Regions from separate parts of the Xenopus tropicalis genome. Here region 2 is linked to region 1. The links are chromatin contacts, called in public Hi-C maps. All regions are on one chromosome and are shown on one strand. The core of a region is the stretch at or near the end of the contact, and the rest is flanking DNA. Distances in the headings are between cores, read along the strand shown.

Region 1 (4,834 bases), core at 2,250-4,749:
TTGCTGTCACAATAATGTTTACAGATTACAGAAGAGCCTTTCCTATTACAATTTTTTATTTATAATTAAACAAAGAGAAGTGAGACAGGGGAGAACGGTTACAGAAGACCAGTTGGAGGTCAATGACAAGATTTTAGGCCCAACGTTGTATATCCAGACCACTACCCTCAATAACACAGAACAATTTAGTAATACTGCTGAAGTTCTCTTTTTTAGCTATACATGCCACCGTAAACATTCCCTGGACCAGGAGCATTATGAAAACATACAAAGGAAAACATTTTTAGTAGGTTTACTCAAAGTGGGAGGCTAACCCATGAAATAGTCGTTTTAACTAATCTAAAACTAAGTTTATATAATGCTCTGCTAATTAATAAAAATAATGCTAACTTTGTCTCACCAGTTCAGTCTTCTGCATTTATTAGAAACGTAGGTATTAGTGATGGGCGATTCTGACCCTTTTTGCTTCCCAGAAAAATTTGCGAAGGACATTAAAGTTAATGGTCAGTTTTTTTTTATTGCAGTGACTTTATTTCCAATACAAAATACATTAAAGTCTATGGGTGTTTTTTTGCAGTGAAACCTAGAAAAATATGTTTTGCTCATCACTATTAGATATATATTTAAATGTATTCAAACACCAAGGGGGCCTATTTATTATGCTGTGTAAAAAACAGCAACAAAATTCACCACACATTGCCAGACTTCGCCCCTTAAAAAACGGTTGAATTTTTTATATGTTTTTTCTTCTGCTGAAATTTGCATAAAGTAACGGCATAAAATCTGGCATCCGGATGACGAAATTCACCATTTATTTTATACAGCTTTTTACACCATTTTTTGCCAAATTTAATTTACAAAGCATAATAAATAGGCCTCCAAGTCTTAATAATGTCTCAAAATGCAGCAACCATAGGTAAATAAAATAAGCTCCCTACGCTCCTACCTGTGCCTGCACGCAAGCATATTCCATTCATTCGGATGCAGGCACAGGTAGGAGCGTATGGCGCATATTTTCAGCAAGCGCCATACGCATGGTGTGGCATTAGCCTTATAGTTAAAAACTAGTCATGAGCAAATCTGTCCCATTTTGCTTTGCTGAAAAATTGTTAAAAATGTGGAAAAATTTGTGATACACATTGAAGTCAATGGGCATTTTCTCTCATTTCAAATGCACTGAAGTGAATGGCCATTTTTTTGCAGTGTTTTTTTTTTGCAGCGAAAATTTTCACAGTGATTTTTTGCTGTGGTTATGCAGAAAAAATCACCAGCGGCAAATCCTTGCATGATACATTTGCTCATCACTATTAAAAACCAACAATACCAGCATATGTAAATATGCAATTACTTCATCTAGACATCTCAATCCAGTGGGTATAATACAGCAGCATTTTTGTGGATATCTGCTGTTATCCCTATAAATGTATTTGAATGCTATCTTTCATACCCACTGTATGAAACAATGCTACAAAATTAAACTATGACAATAAAGATACATAATACATAATAAAATAAATGTTTACAGGGGAGTAACAGTAAGGGGACCTGTCATTGCAACTATAGGGGCCTGGGGGAAAAGAGGCCTCCCAAGGAACATTTGACCCTGCATGTACCACCAGACATATCCACACAGCAGGAAGCAGGGTGATGGCACGTCACATGTGTGAAAAAAGGGGTACCCAGAAATATTTATGGGGACCGGCGTGGATAAAATTGCGTCACTGGTTTAACCAAGTCTCACATAGAAGCTAACTTACAAGAAAATACCTATTTTGATCAAACAAAACAATGTCTGTTAAAATGAATGTGTCAAAAGTGATTTGGGTGGGGGTTTAAAAACAAGCCTTTCTTAATTATTTAAATTTCATTTGATACTAATGTTCACCTTTTGGACTAAGGCGTTAACAGCTGATAAATAACTTGTTGACTTTCTCTCAGGGTATTTGAATAACCCAAGCAAAAGGGAAATGGTTTACATTGATTAGAATTTTATCTGAAGCTGTGTTTGTCTATGTAATTTATTTCAGCTGTGCCATAAACACGTAGACATTAATTAGTGGAATGCTAAGCAGCACTGGGCAATTCAGTAAAACAACCCAGCAACTGTGATTTGTGAGTCTGTCACCTTGCATTTATTTAACAAAAAAAAAAAAAATTCCATTCCTCAATTTTGTGGTAGAGGGCTTTCCTGAAGGGCATGGAAACAGCGAGATCTAAGAGACATTACACCTACAACAAACAGTAACGAGTGGCTAGCTCAGATTCATTGTCTTTTGAACAACAACTCAATGCAGATAGAAGTAAATGACAGTTAATTACAAATTACATTCTGGTCGGGGCTGTGAAAACCCCCTAGCTTGAATAATAATAAGGCCCCGAGGCACTCACCTGCCTGCAAACGAACATACGGAGACACAGGCTGGGGTGCTATACAAGTTTCAAAACAAGCTGCTAAACACAAAAGCTTATTGGATTACAGAGATTTAGGAAAAGGCATTCAGATCTTTGGCAGCAACTGCAGCACTAGGATCATGGGATTTCTAAAGGATGAATTACCATTCACTGTAATTTTTTACACCATCCTAGGTTAGCAACAGGAATGAAAGTGGCCTGTACTTAGAGCTATAGGTCAAGACTTTAGTCCCATAGTCTTAAAACACAGGATTGTGTTTAAAGATTATCACAAAATCTAATTGAACTTTTTCTTCTTAAAAGAACAGCATTCCAAACATAAAAGAATCATGTTTTTTTTTTTTTAAAAAGTGAAAAGAGATAAATATATAAATATGCCAGATCTTTATTTCTTTCGAAATGAAAATAAAAACAGGTTAAATTACACGTGAAAAACGTTTTCCTCATTTCTTAAAAAATTCATTTTACTTTATGTCATGTTAGTTTAACAACAGAATCTACTTTTTCTGTAACTATGTTTGATAAAAAAAAAAATGAAATTAATATAATATAATCCATCTTTACTATTGTAATCAGGATTGCATAATAATTAAGGTATTTGTTATATACATAATGAATTAGTAATACATTTATAATTAATTGGCTGCACTATAAAATTTGCTCACAAAACATGTTGAGCCTGATGGTTTAATGCTGGTACTAAATTTGTACCCTATTGGTAAATTTGGTGCAGTATGTGTGGGTGCAATAAGGGGGTACTGGTGGCATCAGTAATCTTGTGTGCCTGCAATTCAATTGATTTAACATTAGTTAATGAGCCCTTTAGATTTTACAAACTGCAATTACTATTATAAAATAATAAGTATCAGTATATCATATCAGTCACTAAAATGAATTGCATCCTGACTAACTAACACTTTGTAAAAACCTTATTGTTAAGTAGTTTGTACTTGTACTGTATATACAAAGATAGATTAGACTGATAGAAGGCATTTTCAGGCATTTACACTTCAGTCTGTTTGTCTGGGCCTTTTTATGTAGATTTGATTTTAAACAGGTCTCCTCCTACAAGTAAAAAACAAAAATAAGAAAAAAGAGGGACACAATACATGATCTGCATTTGTTTAATGGCATTATGAGCTGAAAGGCAGTGTTTTTAGTATCTCACTAAAGTAATTTCTTTCAGTTTAGTTGTGCTAACTGCTTATTGTTAAAGACAAAACTACCAACAGTTTGACACTGAGCTCATTATGGATGTTTAAAACATTTTGCAATTCAAGACCACACTGCATGCAATAAAGAGACTGGTGAGTTTAAGGATTAAAATACAGACCACACAGTTTTTTTTATAATGACAGGCCAGATTAAAACTTCAAAACCATAGCAGGTAAGCAAGGGATTTGACAGTTTTTTTGATGTTGTCAACTATTTTCAAAATAATTTCTGAGTTTACCTATTTATATCATGCTTAGGTTTAGCCAGCATTAAACAGATTTGAAAGAATTGATTCAATGGGCTAAAATTTCAGTTTTTGCACAAACAGCCAAATATAAGAATCCTTTGATTTTGTTTAAGAAAATACTGCTGGAGATTACTCTATTATGTGTGTAATTACTGCTATATGTGAATTGGCATTTATATATATATATATATATATATATATATATACCTGTATATACACACATATATTCAGTGCAGATGCCTACTGCTTTGCTGGGCTATTTGTTCACCAGGTTTTGCCACAAAAACATGCCCATACACTTCAATGGGTGAAAACAGTTGTGTGGTAAGAAAATGACGCCCATTGACTTCAATGTACTTTTGCCATTTTTCAATTTTTTTGTAGAACAAAATGAGACAAATTCAGTCATGACTAATTAATAGTAATAATTCAAGTATTATGGTAACCAGGTGAACTTGACTACTAAGCAATAAACCATGAACCCATAGTGACTTTTCAAAATGAATGAAATGTCAATCATTTCATCCTAAATTTGTCTATCTCGTCTATCTTTTAGGCTTTCTTGGGCTTGTTAAAGTTAGCCTTTCAAAACACATTTTTCATATCATATATCAAATGCTATAATTTGATGTTCACTATTGTTTTTATACATAATTGCCTAATTATTGATCTTCTATCAGTGTGGCTGGGCAATAAGAAGCCAAACAAAACACATTTTAGTTGGTTCCTAAAAAACAAAGCACAAAGAACTACAGCTTTTTGCACAATGCACTACGCAGTGTGCAAATTGCAAGAAAATGGCTGAATGCAGTCTTTTTTTGCACTTTGTACATGCAAATGAGTCATTTTGTATATGTAAATAAGCCCTTTTATTATTGTGTTATTTTCAAATCTAGAAATCTTATCACATAGAAATGCACAGTCAGCATACATTACTTATATACATTAATATAGAGGGAC
Region 2 (5,194 bases), core at 2,162-4,661, 190 kb before region 1:
AAGGTATGTAAATTGGCTGAGTACAAGATTAATTCAAGAAGCCTTTTATTCTTTCCCTTTTATCTTTACCTAAGATTTGTTCCTGGGAAATTTAAACACTACATCAAACTGAGATTTCACGCAACTTCCAGAGGATGTGTTGTACTAACTCTTTTGTGTTGGGCTCATCCTTTCCTATTTAGGGTTTTTCGGGATAACTGTGTGTGCTGAACTACTTACCACATGCTGTTATTTTGGACACCCAGCCTACAAGAGCTTTGTTTTTTCTTAATCAGGGTTACAATGCATAAGCTTATGAGGTAAAATCCCATCATTGTTACCAGCTTGCATGTGTAAGCAACTCAAGACTTCCAAGATTCAGTAATTTCCACAGGGGGGGATATCACACATAGATAAATTGTGAGAAATTGATAGTAACCAGAACAACAAATGTGTGGATTGCTGTTTAACTATTTTTACTATACCCTATGGGTTTTCACATCTATCAAATACTGTGCAATGAATGGCACAATTTAGATGCCATTTTCAAATAAAAAAATAAAAAGTGGCAGTTATTGCAAAGAGTTTCAACTTTATTGAATTTATTATCAAATAAGTTAGTACCAGGTCTGGTAACCAGACCTGTAAGTCAGATATGTGGCTTGAAACTAAAACCATGACATTACTTGCCTTAAGAAACAATTAGCTTTCAGTTTTTGTATATGTAAATATGTTTGAGATCATATCTAGACTTCAAGAAAACATCATATTTAGGGTTTGTTTCTTTATATATTACCAAGGACATTATAGACAGATACTGGGGGATCTGTTTTTCACATGAAGACTTGTGGAACAGAGGTTTCACTTCAAGCATATTTACAAATTATTAAAATGATTTACCTTATACCTTGGACGGGTACTCTTGTTAGCAGAAAGCTGCACCTCATTTTCTTCCAGTTCTTCATTCTTCAATGACCAAAGACTTGTAGAATGAAAAAGGTGTTTTTTTTATTTTTTAAAGTTTGGCTTTTCACTCTACTGTACATGCACAGCCAATGCAAAGAAGAAGGAAGAAGATCGCTCCTTGGTGCTTACTCATAAGTGCTCTGGGCCAGTGCAGTTTTCTGTTAACAGGAGCACTGGCCCTAGGTATCAGGTAAGTGATTATAATCACTGTGGAGGAGTCTTACATTTGAAATCCACCGCAGTGATTTCACCCTTTTTTCTCTTGTTTAAAGGTCCAAAGGAAACTACTGATGGAACATCCAAAGTATGCCAATTTTAACTGCATAATTTAAAAAAAAAATGTGCATCAGACAGTGCCAAAGTCAAAATCAAATGCAGGCCTGTGGAAATTCTATAAAAAGCATCATTACTTTCTGTTTCTATCAGTGGCTGACAACGTACCTCTGTTTTTCTGCAACTATTGTAGACACAGCAGGACAACATTTTCAGAACAAGAGAAGACTCAATTGTTACATTGATTCAGACTAGATTTATGTGTTATGTGTGTGAATAATGATCTATAAAGCATTATTCTTCTAAATGTGGCATTAAGTTTTGCCCCAGTAAGCAAAGCAACATAGCTTTTTAGCCATGCATGATTTAATATTTGATTTCTGTGGTAGCTGAAATGTACTTGCAATAATGCTTTACTGTGGCCGGGGAAAAGGATTCAGGATCCAGGAATCAGTGGAATTTCAGAATTTGAATTTGGCTGAATCCTAAGTGCTTCACCAAACAAAAACCTTAATGTCATGTGACTTTAGAGCATTGCACAAGTGGGAGATCTTTGTTTTGGATGATGCTGTTTTTGGTGGCAGTTGTATGTTCACACAGTTGTAAATGCCCCTTCAATAGGTTGGTTTAGGGAGGAATCAGAGAAAATTGCTTTAAGTATTAAGTGTTCCTTTTGAATATGAATGCCAGTTGCCAAAAAGGTTACATAAATGATAGTTCTAGCATTGTCACTCTTGCTGTTGATGTAAAATGTGTAAAATTTGTAAAACCACTTTGTGCAAGCAAATGTATTTAAAACTTGATGACCACAATCTATTTGGAATTTATTTTTTGCTGCTGTGCATTTGCTCTGTGCAGTAACATAAAAATACATGGCTATATACTAAAGGCAACTGAGGTAAAATCCACTCTTAACTGAATAAACCACTTTGCTTTATGTTTTTATTGCTATTTCTTATTGCAGGAAATAAAAACACAAATGCACAATAATATTTGCTAGGGAAGGTAGCTCTAAACAGTTCTTATTAATGGTGTTGGAATGAAGCATAACAAACATTAGGTTTTTCTAAGCTAATCTGCATTTGAGAAGACTTTGTGTTGTGTTTTCGTTGGGTGGTGTTATGCAGCAAAGCACAGGGATTCCATAAGTAATACCACAACTAATACTGCACTGTACTACTGCGATAAAATAGTGTCAGTTGCCCAGTTTTAACAATCTGGCTCAACATCCTCTTAGTGACAAGGTAGAATTACTGGTGGATTACTGCTCTCACACCTTCATGCAGGTGTGGGTACAGACTGACTTTGGACAGAGGCCTATCCTCTAAAGCATTTTAGTGAATTCCTGAAAGCATTTAAACATCATGAGGAATCTATCACGTTGCTGCTTTATTATCATTTATTTAAATATATATATATACAGTACATATATATATATAAAAAGTTTCACGACCTGCACACCCTTTTAAAAATTATCACAAGTTTATTGCGAACATAAAAAATCCGACGTTTCAGTCCTCAATAGGACCTTTCTCAAGGACCTATCTCGGTCCTATTGAGGACCGAAGCATCAGATTTTTTATGGTTGCAATAAACTTGTGATCATTTTTAAAAGGGTGTGCAGGTTGTGAAACTTTTTTGCTAAATAATTACATTTATAAAAAAAGTTTATACTACTTATTATTAATTTAAAATTAACTGGATGTTGCATGTTTCTATTAGCTATGCAACACTCAGTTACATTCCTTTTGGCTTATTTTAAGTAATAGAGGACCACTGCTTAACTTTCATTCTTCATCAAAGGAATGGTAAGAAATGTAAAAAGTTTAATTCTGAACTGTGAAAAGATGCAATAAGTCACCGCAAATCACTTCTACTAAGTCCAAACTGGATAATTTACACAGCACTTTGTGATCTTCAAACACTTGGCAGTGTGCAATTATTCATGCCACAACATGGGGCCAGAGTCCAAGCTGCCTGTTTGTTCTAAGGTTGAAGCTGAGGTGTTTGAAAACGGCAAGACATTACCAAAGGCCTAGAGATCATAGCTAATGTGACACCCTCAGGCCTAATCTTCTTAGAGGACTGGGATAAAATAAGTATCCATTACAAAATCAGCCTTCATCCAGCCCCCTTCTGAGCCCTGCCACTCTGATAGCCAACACTGAGACAATTGCATGATTCTGGGCTTAATCAGGTATTAGGAGCTAATGCAGTACGAGAAGAGGCTAATCTCCATATTTACTCCATCTGTACTTGTGGACCTGACTTGCCTGCCCCTGTTAGATCAAAGTGAACTGGCAAAATCAGATTAAGCTCAAAGAAAAGAGAGGGAGGTGCAAGAAGTGTAAGAGCCAAAATTATCAGTATCTTGCTTGAAGTTATGTGTACATTTAAGCCTTGCAGTCTAATCCTATAGAAACTCATTGTACTACCCCCCCCCCAAAAAAAGTCTTTGTGTGAGTACTAAATACATTGTCATCAACTGTTTTCATTACAGGTACAGTAGCTGGTTATGCTAACTCTCAAATGCAGAAAAATATAAATTAATTGAATTAGTGCAAATATTTCTTACACATTTAAAAAAATGGTAGAAAGCAAATGCTGATTTCGCAGGTAAAAATATCTTGTACAGAAAAAGATGATGTGTATAAACACACAGAGAAATAGATAGCTGCTGAATTAGAGTGTAAAAATTTGCGTCTGCATCTGCCTGAGTTCGCTGCTCATCCCATAATATATGTGTCATTTAGATGTGCAAATGAGAGTACTTACCCTTGCCCTAGTGAAGCAGTAAGGATAAGGCTGCCTTGCTTTGTCTGGCCGAGCATGGCAATGCCCCTGCTGCAATTCCAATTTAAATAAGCAATAATGAAAGTGATTTTGTGTCACTTAGGCCCTGGGCACACAGAGCAGTTTGTCCGATTCAATCAGCCTGTAATTTTCTCCCAGGCTGAGAGAAGTGGATCTGCTTTCATATGCTGCTCCGTATGCCTGCATTGAAAACTACAGCTTCCTCCTCAGTGCAGCCACACGCAGTGGAGCGGAGCGTAGGTTGACCTGAAAAAAGGTGAAAGTGAGCATTTTCAGGCTGTCCCACACTGCTCTCCGCATCAAAATATCAAAAGGTTGATAACTAACATACTTTGATTAGCTTAGCATTTGAAATTTTGTCTTTCTGTTTGATGATTACCATATACTGTTATATAAGGTCTTAGGGTAAAAGAGAGAGAAATTATTCTTAATTTTACTATTGTCCCTTATATTATTAATTTCAGCTTAACTAGTCATATGCATTACTTGAATGCAGCTGTTCACATGTCCAGGTACATATCACTTGCAAAACATAGACAGATGGGAAAAAGTAAATAAATAAATAAACCAAAGCTATTTTGCTGTTAACAGGCACCTGCTGTTTGTAAACATGGCAGTGACATGTGGCCTGCAGTAATGACCTTCTATGCAGGGAGCCTAAATGGTGTGTTTATATTAGTTAACTATATATCTATACTGTAGCTTATCTATCTATCTATCTATCTACAGTAGGCATAATCATATACTGTTTGTATTTTTAATATAGCTGTGTAACAGTGCAAAGACATTTCTTTATACATATTGTTTCACTCCCATATGAGCTATTAGTACTCCATATTTAACAGTATTGCTCACCTCATTAGAGTGGATTAAGTGATGATGCTGGGAAGGATAAAAGGTAAAAAGCAAAGAGCAGTGGTTGGTGAAAGAAGAAAGCTTTGAGGGTCATTTGTGTGCTTACACTGTTATTGACTTGAGGCTCATGTGGTTCACACTTTTCAATTACTGTTTGCTAGAAAGGTGGCCTTTAATTGCCAAGGCTGATGCCTGCGTACCAAATGTCAAGGGAGCCTCCCTAACCCTTGTCACCTTTTTTGATGCTTGATTTGAGTATGTTCAAAGTCCAAGCTCCATGGCCTGAAGATCTCCCAAGAGATAGGAA

The links. A called contact is a pair of places that touch in the nucleus more often than the background predicts.
Region 2: a Hi-C map of gastrula embryo shows a contact between it and region 1, with 2.7 times the contacts expected there. The contact joins two enhancer-like sites. A contact is called at or near these places in 2 of 5 Hi-C or Micro-C datasets (gastrula embryo and neurula embryo).

Annotation. Positions count from the first base shown.
Region 1 is chr6:67,916,151-67,920,984 of UCB_Xtro_10.0, reverse strand. No RefSeq gene overlaps it. Among named protein-coding and RNA genes, the nearest start is that of irx2, 150 kb to the right of the region's middle. Within about 2 kb of position 3,499, at least 4 of the 11 cell types and tissues checked have an H3K27ac peak or open chromatin away from gene starts, as enhancers often do. A contact at or near this core is called in gastrula embryo and neurula embryo, where this site is marked.
Region 2 is chr6:68,106,203-68,111,396 of UCB_Xtro_10.0, reverse strand. No RefSeq gene overlaps it. Among named protein-coding and RNA genes, the nearest start is that of irx1, 91 kb to the left of the region's middle. Within about 2 kb of position 3,411, at least 2 of the 11 cell types and tissues checked have an H3K27ac peak or open chromatin away from gene starts, as enhancers often do. A contact at or near this core is called in gastrula embryo and neurula embryo, where this site is marked.